Regions from separate parts of the Drosophila melanogaster genome. Here region 2 is linked to region 1. Evidence: chromatin contacts called from public Hi-C data. All regions are on one chromosome and are shown on one strand. The core of a region is the stretch at or near the end of the contact, and the rest is flanking DNA. Distances in the headings are between cores, read along the strand shown. Region 1 holds the start of acs (arcus). Region 2 holds the start of sls (sallimus).

Region 1 (5,390 bases), core at 1,986-4,485:
TTCGATCCGCCCTCGCTGTGGCAGCCAGTCGTTTGTCCATTTGGCTTCTCTCTGGCTTCTTAGGGCCGGCGGTCATTGCGGCTCAGTCCGGCACTCTGTGGCCTTCATGCCAGCAGAAGACAGCCAAAGAGGTCCTGCCGTAGAAGGGGGGGATTGTTGTCGACGGGGGGAGGGGAGAGGACAGGACGCAGGATGCAGGATGCAGGAAAGCGTTGTCAGTAACCTGTGAGCAAAACATTGTAAATAAAATGCAGCTGGATTGCGAAGGAAGGAGGTTGTGGAGTTCTGTGTCTGGCTTGCTGACCTGCGGCGCTTTTGTGTTAATTGCGGTTGCATTTAATTACAGTTCGTTGCAACTGGCCAGCTTTCCCGACTGCACTGCGTTTTAACCACCTCCACCCCCCGCACATTTTCCACCAAACCGAGCCAAGACCTGAGCTAAGCTTTTAATTAAAATTAAAAATATTTGGTCTACTTTGGCAGCATGACTTTGGCATGTGTTCGACTATGCAGGCCATAAGCCAACATTGTTTACTGCGTGTGTGTATTGGCCAATTGCAATAAATCTTCTAGCCACATCATCAAATGTAAATTAAGGTCGAGTTTATTGAACCACAACGAATTCGAAGTTTACTTGTACACCGCAATGATGTCCAAAATGCTAACATAGGTGCCCACCACTCCGCCAAAGATGCCAAAGCACAAAAGCAGCAGATTGATGATCAACTTTATCCGGAATGGTCCATAGCCCTCGGTGTACTGGACGCAGATCTGGAGTAGCACGGGGAAGATGAGGCCCAGGATCGAAAGGCAAAAGGAGCCAACCAGGGAGAGGAAGACCGATAGATCCGGAATGGCAACCGCGCAGCCAACTAAAAATATATAAACATATTAAAACTAGTATTTCATCAAATGTTTCTTTCCTTACAAGTGAGCAGCACGATTATGGCTCTGAAAATCAGTTCATAGAATGTCTGCCTGGTTTCCTTGAAGCGCTTGGCCAAGTATTTATCCCACAGGATGTGGGCAGTCACATAGCCCTGCAAGGCATATGAGATCCAAGTGGTGATGGCAAAGAATACCTTTACCACCTGAGCGGGTCTAAAAGGCGGAATTCAACATTAAGTGGCTAACACTTAAATAGCATTGAGAACTCACATTTCAGACTGCGGAATATTCAGTGTAATACTGCCCTCCGACTCATTGCCATATTTCCAGTAGCCAAAGAATCCGAGCAGAACATACAAGCCCAGCACTATGGACATGCCACTATTCAAAATGCCACAGGGGCCCACAAAGGATTTGGGCGTGGCCATATTCTCCTCAATTGCCAGGATCTTTTCAAAGAAGATAAATGATTAAATTGCATTATATATGATATGTTTATTATTTTTAAGACTTACCACTCCCACTGCTTCCAGAGCAAAGAGCACTGTGCCAAAGAAGGTGGGCAACTTTCCGGCGGCCACAAAAGGATCTCGTTCACTTAGGGGTGGTAGCTCCTCAAAGATGTAGTACAAAATGATGCCGAAACCTAGTTAAAAATTAAAAAGTGGAACTTAATGACTTCTTTTTAGAAAAAGTATGCAAATTAAACAAAAAACTTACCCACTAGAAGCAAAAGATTTGCTGCACTGGAAAAAGGCGCGAGTAGCTTTAAATTCTTTATGCTATATATCAGCAGGAGTGGCACAATGATGATGCACATGTGTATTCGCACATCCCAGACCACCAGATACTCATCCACCAGCTGCTTTATGCTTTCCGCTATGAAAACCACGTAGACGCAACAGATGCCGAAGTGGTAAAAGGCCAGGAAGCCATCTACAAAGGGACTGATGAAAAATAACACTATAAAATATGATTTACATACAATATATAAAACATAAAACAAGTAAGTATGCCTCATGCCTAAGTTAAATGCTAAAGCCACTAGGAAACAAATTTCACAATAGGTACTCAACACTTGGCTAAAATGTAAATTGGTAAACCTTCCGCAACTTAAGCAAGTAATTGAATAAAAAAAACCCTCAAGATATTATTGATAAGCGATGTAAACCAATTACTAAACAAACTATTGGGATGTGCCCCCATATTTTAGGGTGCTATTGTAAAGATAAAGATACAATAAATCGTAGTGAAAATCTATTGATCAACAACAAGATAAGATTTTCATTACCCAATTGAGTAATCATTAAAAAGCACTTAGAAAGTTAATCAATATATAGAGGGAAGTTATAGATAGCAGTTGTTTTGCCGAGTTACTTCACTTACACGGCAATGGGTGCCAAACAACGCAGCCAGGGTGGACCTTGTTTGAGTCCCAGATTCATGGCCTGCGAAAAGCTGACGTAGGGAACCCGCTGCCGCTTGCACAGTATGTACATGCATTTGATCTGTAAATCAAGTATATATAAGTAAGTAAGGAAATTTCTATGTGACTCCCACCAAAAACCCACCAAAATGTGCAGGCAGTAGAGGGCCAGCGATCCAATGATCAGCGTGAGAAGGGTGCCATTCACATATCCTGCGTGTGCGAAGGCACTGGGCATGGCCAGGACGCCAGTGCCCACGGAAGCCTTCAGGAAGTGGGCGAATGTCTGAAAGTTTCTGGGGAAAGTGGGGCCTGAAAATGATTCTCTGAGCTCAGCACTGTTGAAAATCTATGCTTACGTAGTGGGATTCTTCAGCTCGCGGTGCTGATGAGGATCGTAATCATCGTTACTGCCATTCGCTGATTTTGTTGGGGTCGTTAATTCCAGTGTGGTTGGGTAAACCGTCACGGTTTTTATATCGTCGCTGTTGGGGGAGCAATTAAAAGTTGTTTTTGAGGTGAATTGATTGATTGATAAATGGGTTCGGGTCGTTAAACAATAAGCGCCAAGGAGGTTCCTCGAGAAAAGATGTTGGTTCAAAATTAAAGGTCGTAAAAATATACAATTTCTTAACCGGGATTTGGTTGAGGCTAATGTTTTGTCATTTATTGTGTTTGCGCATCAGTTAGCTTATTTTTTACGATCTCGAAACCAGAAGAATACGAAGACTACTCACTTCATAGCGATAAAGTAGCGACCGAGTATTTGATAAAGCTACTTGAGCTCGCGGGCGTATAAATCTTTTATCACACGCAATTAAGTCGCCAAAGAGACAAAGATCGTTTCGTGATTGCGAATTCCCGGCCCAACCAGATTTCTTGGGGACTCAACCGAGTGCCTGGCCCACCGGACGGATACTAAATTTCGGATCCCGGTCGAAGCCGCTCAACACCTCTCGTTCGTAAACCGTGCTGATAATCTTGGAAAGATAATTGCACGATAATCAGCCGTATCAGAAGACTTCGCGGGGAACGTGGGAAACCGGAGTGCAGCAATCCGAAATGTATGCCAAAATATTATGTGCACTCTTAAGTGGAAATAATAAAACCAGAATGAAGGCCTTAACCAGTTTGCTGATCGGTTTGAACCTCCCGAAAAGTTCATCGACAATCATCAAACTCTTTATACCTAATATATTATGGCAAAAGCTTGGACATCATTGAATTCAACATTTCTAGTTAGTCGATACTTCCACACAAAGCTTACATTTTACTTTACAGAATAAAGCTTTAGGATATCAGGGCGTATACGTGATGTAGAGATGTATATTTTCAATTTTACACAGTAACCTCTGAAAATGACATCTCCTGTTTTGAGCAACAGTAAAATTTAAAAACATTTACTTTAAAACAAAAGTGCTCCCGAAAATGTCTAAGAATCCACTTCGATTGTTCATAAAACCTGTAATTCTTCGCCGCCTGTCTGATAAGCCCAAGTTGAGCAACAAGCCATCGAACACCCCTCGCCCACCAAAGGATCCACCGGATGAGGGCTACCAACCGACCAGTGTCGATCACAATGGGATCGATGTGCCGCCGTTTGTGAGACCCTCTTCCTTCCGCCAGTTCAGTGGACCGGATGAGAAGCTGGGACCAGGAGCAGGCAAAGCGCTGCCCTACAAGAACCCAACTTACTTTGGCTATCATCGATTCTCATTTATGGAACTCACGGTCACGGCTGTGGAGTTACGAGACGAACGTCGATTGGACGGAGGACTACAGGCATCCATCGAAGCCGACGAAGAATCCGAGTGTGGCGAGGCCCAACTGGAGACCATGAAGAAGCTGGAAAGCGAGTGCGATGCGATACTCTCCAACCAAGCCAAGAAAATCCAGAAGGCCAAATCTTCGGCCGAGGAGAAGTGTCTCCAGGAGATGAGTGAGGAGGAGCTAAAGGAGTGGTGCAAGAAAAAGGAGGAGGACATCAAAAAGAAGGAGCAGGAAAAGAAGGAGGCCAAGTCCTCGCCCAAGGAGAAGAAAATCCAGGACATGAGCGAGGAGGAACTGAAGGCTTGGTGCCAGAAAAAGGAAGAGGACATCAAAAAGAAGGAGCAGGAAAAGAAGGAGGCCAAGTCCTCGCCCAAGGAGAAGAAAGTCCAGGACATGAGCGAGGATGAACTGAAAGCTTGGTGCCAAAAGAAGGAAGAAGACATCAAAAAGAAGGAGCAACAAAAGAAGGAGGAAGGAAAGTGTGAAGGCGATGACAACAAAAAGGATTAAATAAAGCAGACTGCGTTACTCTTGAAAAATGAACAATATTGTTCAAAAATGTACGTTATTTGGTAGCTTAATAAATGAATTGTAGTTTAATTCCAGTATTTTTAGTGTGTTGAGCTTTGAAAAAGCTCTTTCGAAAACTGGTATATACTGGTGGCATATTAGCGGTCACACCATCCGATTTTCTCTCCCAACGAATTGAAATCAGTTGTTCGGTGTGCGTGTGTGGAAAAAGTTCGAGTTCGCCGAGAGAAGCGTGAAAATCCGATATCGAAACTACGTTTTTTTTTTAGTCATTATACCGATTGGCTATGCAAATTTAATTGCGGATCTCCCAAATCATCGAAAAGCCAACAGGTCGCCCCTCAACCAAAATAAACACAACAATCGAGCCGCAAATGAAACGGGCAAAAACAGCAAAGGCAACTGGCGAACCGCTTAACCGGTTTCGAAATATCCATCGTAGCACAGTTTCCTCGTCCATATAATATTCCGATTGCAGTGGATCAAAATATACACACACACACTCGCATATAAATTCGCAGATATACGTTGTTTGTGTGAGTTTCTGTTTGTGGTTCGCGTGAAAAATAGTTTTGACAAATAAATACAAAGCCAGACGCCGACATAACTGTGAAAATAAACCATAAGCCAGACAGCAGCCATGGGTTATTCCATTAAGGTAAGTGCCAAAAGCGGAGAGAAGTGCCAAACGGAAAAGAGAAAAGAGAGCCAGATGTACTATGAAAGCTGCGATCTGTAAACCAGTTAACCATCTTGGTTAGTTGGAAAACAAATA
Region 2 (5,390 bases), core at 1,083-3,582, 140 kb before region 1:
ATTACATCTGCGTTAAAAAAAAAAAGTACAAAGCAAAGAAAAGAACATTCCGTAGTGTATTTATAGCATTAAGATGGGCTTGGCTTGGCTTGGGGTCGCCAGCTCGGCTCATCGGCTTGGGGGGGTGGCATTCTCATACCATAATCCAGAGATACTTTACATTCATCTTTCCCACTGCCTGTTGCATGTTGCATGTTCTGCCCGCCCGCTTGATTCCAACGCTCAAGTGTCAACTCATCCAGCATCTGTTGTTCCATCCTGTCGATCTGGTCTTCTGTACGATCGTTAATTGAACTCGAATTCTTTTTCTTGTTTGCAGTAAATTGAATGCATCGCCCGTGTTCGAGAGCCCGTGGCTGGGAGAAGCCAAACTAATTTTTGAGCAAAACTAAAACGAACTAAACCTACTGTTGCCTTATTATGTATACTAAACCATTAATAATACTAATTAAAAAGACAAGTGAAATGTTTTCTTGTACAAGTGTTGTGTTTGTTGGCACATTCTCGGGCAGTGACATAATTGGGCGAATTTTTTTGCACAAAGTATCTGCGACGGCAGATAAGATACAGATACAGCCTCAGCCTGGTCAGATAGATAAGTGCTCTTAATCTTACGGACAGCTGTCAAGTGAATGGTTGCTTGGAAAAGCTGTGCACTTGAAAAAAATAAAGTGACAAATTTCAGCTTATGATCAGCCATCTAATTAAAAGATCTATACTATATGTAGTAGTTATCAAAAGCGTAATGAGTTTCGAACTAATTTTATAATGTCGGGCAATGTACCATTTAAATGCAAATATTTCTTTCACTGCATGCCATTCATTTTCGTAGCGCATCGCTGCTAGCAACAAACGCAAACTGTCTTTGCAATCTGCCTTGCAGAACCGGCTAACTGTTACTGCTGCTGTTGTTGTTTCGGTGGATATAATTTAGCCAGAACCAGAAGAAAGCTAGCCGCGATGCGTGCTGCCTGTTTCTGTTACTCGGCTTATCTCTGCACGGGGCACTTAAATGCCTGTAGATACATTTGCAGATACATTTGTACCTGGTCGGTGACAGTCGAAACTTTGCCGTCGCTGCGCCTGGCTGCCTAGAATCAACTTTGCCGAGTTTGTAATTTAATGATTATGTTACTGGGTTGGCTCTGCTACTCTACTGCTGGCCAGTGGCCATGTTAACAATTAATTTGTGCACAATAAAAAACAATATTGCATGACCATTGCAAACCGGGTTGCCGTATACAGCGATATAGTGGCTGCCTTGGGACAACGACAACTCCGCGCCATAAAAGGCCAAAGCCAACTGTCGATTTAGTTGCACTTTGTATTTTCGGATTTTCTGAAATGGCGAAAAAGAAATAGAAAGTTGCGACATTTTTTCGCCAATTGGTCACTGAAATACATCTCGGTGCTGATGATTAAGAGACAGAATGAATAATCAAGTTATATGTATCAAGAGGCGGGCGGACGAGCCAAATTTTATACATATCTATACATCTTATGTGGTTTTAAATTTAGACAAACAAAATAAATTATGTGGAAAATGTGAAAAAAAAATAAACGCGAAGGCAAAGCAAACATGAGCCAAATTTGATTGTATTGTGCAAATGATAATTCCAAGATCCAATTGCAATTGCTGTCTTATTTATTTATACAAGTTCAACTCTGATAGATATTTCCTTCTGATTTTCGGTTTCGGTTTGGAGGGCAGCATTCTAAACGAATCTTTAGCTGGAATCAATAGATAGGGATCTATCTGTGCCGTGTGTATGCATTTGACTCTAACAGTATCTAGAATTTCTGTAGGATGTCTTCGTTTTCGTGCACACAATGTTGAAAAATACGTGTCAAAAATAAATCGGCATATATTTTTAGCCAACTTACTCAAAGCCCGAACACTTTTCAAAATCCTCAGAGATATCTCTCATTGTCGATTCAACGAGAATGGCCAAGACTCTGGGACGATTTTCCATCGAACTACTGGACACCCAGCAATTTAGTTTTGATAAATATCCCAATAAGAAAACGGAGTACGGAGTTATTGAGATTCACAGGATAAGGAAAAATTTGAAATAGAATATCTACAGCAGATTTGGAATAATATATCAAACATGCCCGGAAAACCTATACACCCCATCGTGCTGTGTAGTGCATTAAAAGCTGTGAGACTGTTTTCCCGAGGAAAATGCAAAAATATCTCATGTGGAGCAAGATTTTCTCTCTCGGCGGGAGATCGTTTGGAATCGTGTCGATTCGGGCGAGATTCGGCTGGGCAGGCACAGCTACTTGATCGCATTTTCCGAGAGATTTTGTCATTCTTCGCTCGCACCTCAGAAACGATCGACGTCTTGGTTTCAGTCTCGGGGATTATGACTTGAAACAGTTTGAAAATAGATATTTTTTAAAAGAATATACATATATCTATATCTAAACGCACCACACGGTACAGATATATGTATACGTTCGCAGCCATTTCGTTCGCTTAGAGCCCCGCACAAACGCAAATATATATATAGAACGTCGAAAGGATATCGCAATTTCGAGTAAGGATCAGTGTAAAGTGTGAAAATTATGCAAATCCTGCAGGAATTGTGAATGCAAAAAGTGTTCATGAAAATTTTCTCTGGTTACGAAACCACTTTGAGAAAAATGCCGAAAGAATTTTTCAGTGCGCTAAATATCTAAAAATATCGCCCGATCGGGTGCTTCGTTTCGGATTCCGATTCCGATTCCGATTCGGATCGTATCGTATCGGATCGGTGCTTCGGTGGCTCCACTTCGTGGGTCCGCACCCAATTCAACGAATGGACTGTGAAATCGTGTGCAAACAGATATCAAGCAATCTATATATATATAGTCGAACCTGCACAAATCAAAAGATCACGTATACGCGGCTGTGCCATGTGTGCGATATGCATTATCCTGGCTGATCCCGGCAAGGATTATACGCTGGAGCAGCCAAGATAGTGTCTGAAAAATTGTGAACATTCTTAAACGGAGATCACTGGGCCAATGCAAGGTTTTCCTATAGGAGAAACCAGAAAAATGTTTATTAATAGCCCCGTGAAAAATAAGAAGCTACCACCGACTGTGTTTCTTTGTGTGTATGAGAACAAGTGTGTGTGTGTGTGTGAGTGCGTATCTGTGTGTCGCAGTGTATTCTCGGGGCTAAAAATAGTTGGAAATGCCTCACAGGCGAAAGAATATGAAAATGAATATGAAGAAGGATGGCTGATATGAACGTCATGCGAAGATCTCCGATCTCGCCTGATTTATATCTACTCGTATATCGAGAAGGAAATTTCAAAGCCATTAAACAAAATGTGTGACAGCCAAACATTAAAGAAATTCAAAGATGCAAGGCAATAAAATGAATATAAATGTTGGCCGAAATCGCAGTGATAAATAACAAGTGCCGTGAATTTTCGTTGCCTAATTAAAGTGAAAGTTCCTACCAATTATTATTTCTATTTCAGCAATTTAAAGAAGCGACCAAAGAGATATAAATATATATAGAAGTATATCAAGTGAAGAAGCAAATCAAAGAAAGAGTGATCGCGAGGTGTTCAATTCTACAGTGCAGTTCATTCTGCAACGATTTGGTTGTCATTTTAAATGATATATAGTGATATATAACGAAGCAAAATGCAACGACAAAATCCGAACCCGTACCAGCAGCAAAACCAGCAGCACCAGCAGGTGCAGCAGTTCTCCAGCCAGGAGTACTCGCACTCCAGCCAGGAGCAGCACCAGGAGCAAAGGATTAGCCGCACCGAGCAGCACGTCCAGCGCAGCCAGGTCACCACCCAGCGGCAAGGTCAGTCCTCGTCCCATGTGTCCTTGGATGTCCCCCGTTGAGGGAGACGGCCGATCTCAGGGAAGTTTGCGAGGCTCGGTGGGATTCACACCGTGGATTTAGAATCCCCACTGTCCCCAAGCAATTTCCGCTGAATGGCCGAAGGATCCAGGACAAAGCATTTAATCATCAAGCTCGTTCCTTTACTGCTTTGGCCTTGATATCATTCATTTCTTGCAGGGCGAATCTAAAAGTTCTTTCAAAAAACATAAGCACATACCTAATCCTTTGGGTTTTATGTTATGGTCTTTTAATGGGTATAACTTGATTTAAAGTGGATTTTTGTCTAAAAGTTTTGCTAATAGATTTATGGTTAAGGTCGTGTAGTTTTTTTTTTCAATAAGTCGCTATGGACCAATTGCTAGTATTCCTAGTCCAGTAGTCTAGTCCAGTATTCCGTCAATTTTATCTTAGTAAGAATATATTCCATAGGATTTTACTTTCTGTTTAACCGAAGCTCCGTATTGGAAAACTTAAAAGATTGATTTTATTGAATCAGTCGAAAGTTTCTTGGGAAAAAATCAAAAGACTGTTTTATGTTGCACCTGCGTCAGAGATTGTTAAATTGTTATAAGCTATTGAGGTTATTGTTGCAGATATTATGAACTAACTTTATTTACTTATGCTTTTAGAACTGTTGGAATATACTATTCAACCTACAAAAATAACGTTAAACAACACTACTTTATATTTGATATGAATGGCCACACCTTTTATGCCATAAAACATATTGTAAGAGAATACCACTCTTTTTATTCCTTCTTTCCTTCTTGTACGTTTTTTGCTGTGAGTAGGTCGTGGTGCTGGTGTTGCAGTTGAAATAACTTAAAATATAAATCATAAAACTCAAACATAAACTTGACTATTTATTTATTTATTAAGAAAGGAAATATAAATTATAAATTACAACAGGTTATGGGCCCAGTCCATGCCTAATAAACAATTAAATTGTGAATTAAAGATTGTGAAAATAAATTGTGAAATAGCATTTTTTCACATTCTTGTGAAATAGCCTTTTTTTTCACATTCTTGTGAAATTATTTCCTTCTCAGAATTTGAGTGAAAAATGGACAAGGCTAAACGTAATATTAAGCCGTTTGATGGCGAGAAGTACGCGATTTGGAAATTTAGAATTAGGGCTCTTTTAGCCGAGCAAGATGTGCTTAAAGTAGTTGATGGTTTAATGCCTAACGAGGTAGATGACTCCTGGAAAAAGGCAGAGCGTTGTGCAAAAAGTACAATAATAGAGTACCTAAGCGACTCGTTTTTAAATTTCGCAACAAGCGACATTACGGCGCGTCAGATTCTTGAGAATTTGGACGCCGTTTATGAACGAAAAAGTTTGGCGTCGCAACTGGCGCTGCGAAAACGTTTGCTTTCTCTGAAGCTATCGAGTGAGATGTCACTATTAAGCCATTTTCATATTTTTGACGAACTTATAAGTGAATTGTTGGCAGCTGGTGCAAAAATAGAAGAGATGGATAAAATTTCTCATCTACTGATCACATTGCCTTCGTGTTACGATGGAATTATT

What was found. Hi-C and Micro-C count contacts between places; a contact is called where the count stands out from the background.
Region 2: a contact with region 1 is called in a Hi-C map of the Kc167 cell line, with 2.2 times the contacts expected there. A contact is called at or near these places in 22 of 107 Hi-C or Micro-C datasets (the Clone 8 cell line, the Kc167 cell line, the ML-DmBG3-c2 cell line and 6 more) and 2 of 7 datasets of targeted methods (both in the Kc167 cell line).

What each region holds. Positions count from the first base shown.
Region 1 is chr3L:1,969,483-1,974,872 of dm6, reverse strand. acs (arcus) reads right to left here and starts at 3,235. Exons shown (of 9, transcript NM_139429.2): 1 at 3,052-3,235; 2 at 2,674-2,799; 3 at 2,460-2,610; 4 at 2,275-2,396; 5 at 1,609-1,835; 6 at 1,404-1,534; 7 at 1,159-1,337; 8 at 929-1,101; 9 at 588-872. The coding sequence starts at 3,056. The coding sequence ends at 631. CG11815 reads left to right here and starts at 3,673. Exons shown (of 1, transcript NM_139428.3): 1 at 3,673-4,682. The coding sequence starts at 3,743. The coding sequence ends at 4,594. It overlaps CG1927, which reads left to right and starts at 4,794. Exons shown (of 3, transcript NM_139427.4): 1 at 4,794-5,273. The coding sequence starts at 5,256.
Region 2 is chr3L:2,112,553-2,117,942 of dm6, reverse strand. sls (sallimus) reads left to right here and starts at 2,332. Exons shown (of 31, transcript NM_001274385.1): 1 at 2,332-2,543; 2 at 3,477-3,817. The coding sequence starts at 3,646. It overlaps zormin (zormin,), which reads left to right. Exons shown (of 17, transcript NM_001043113.2): 17 at 320-477. The coding sequence ends at 327.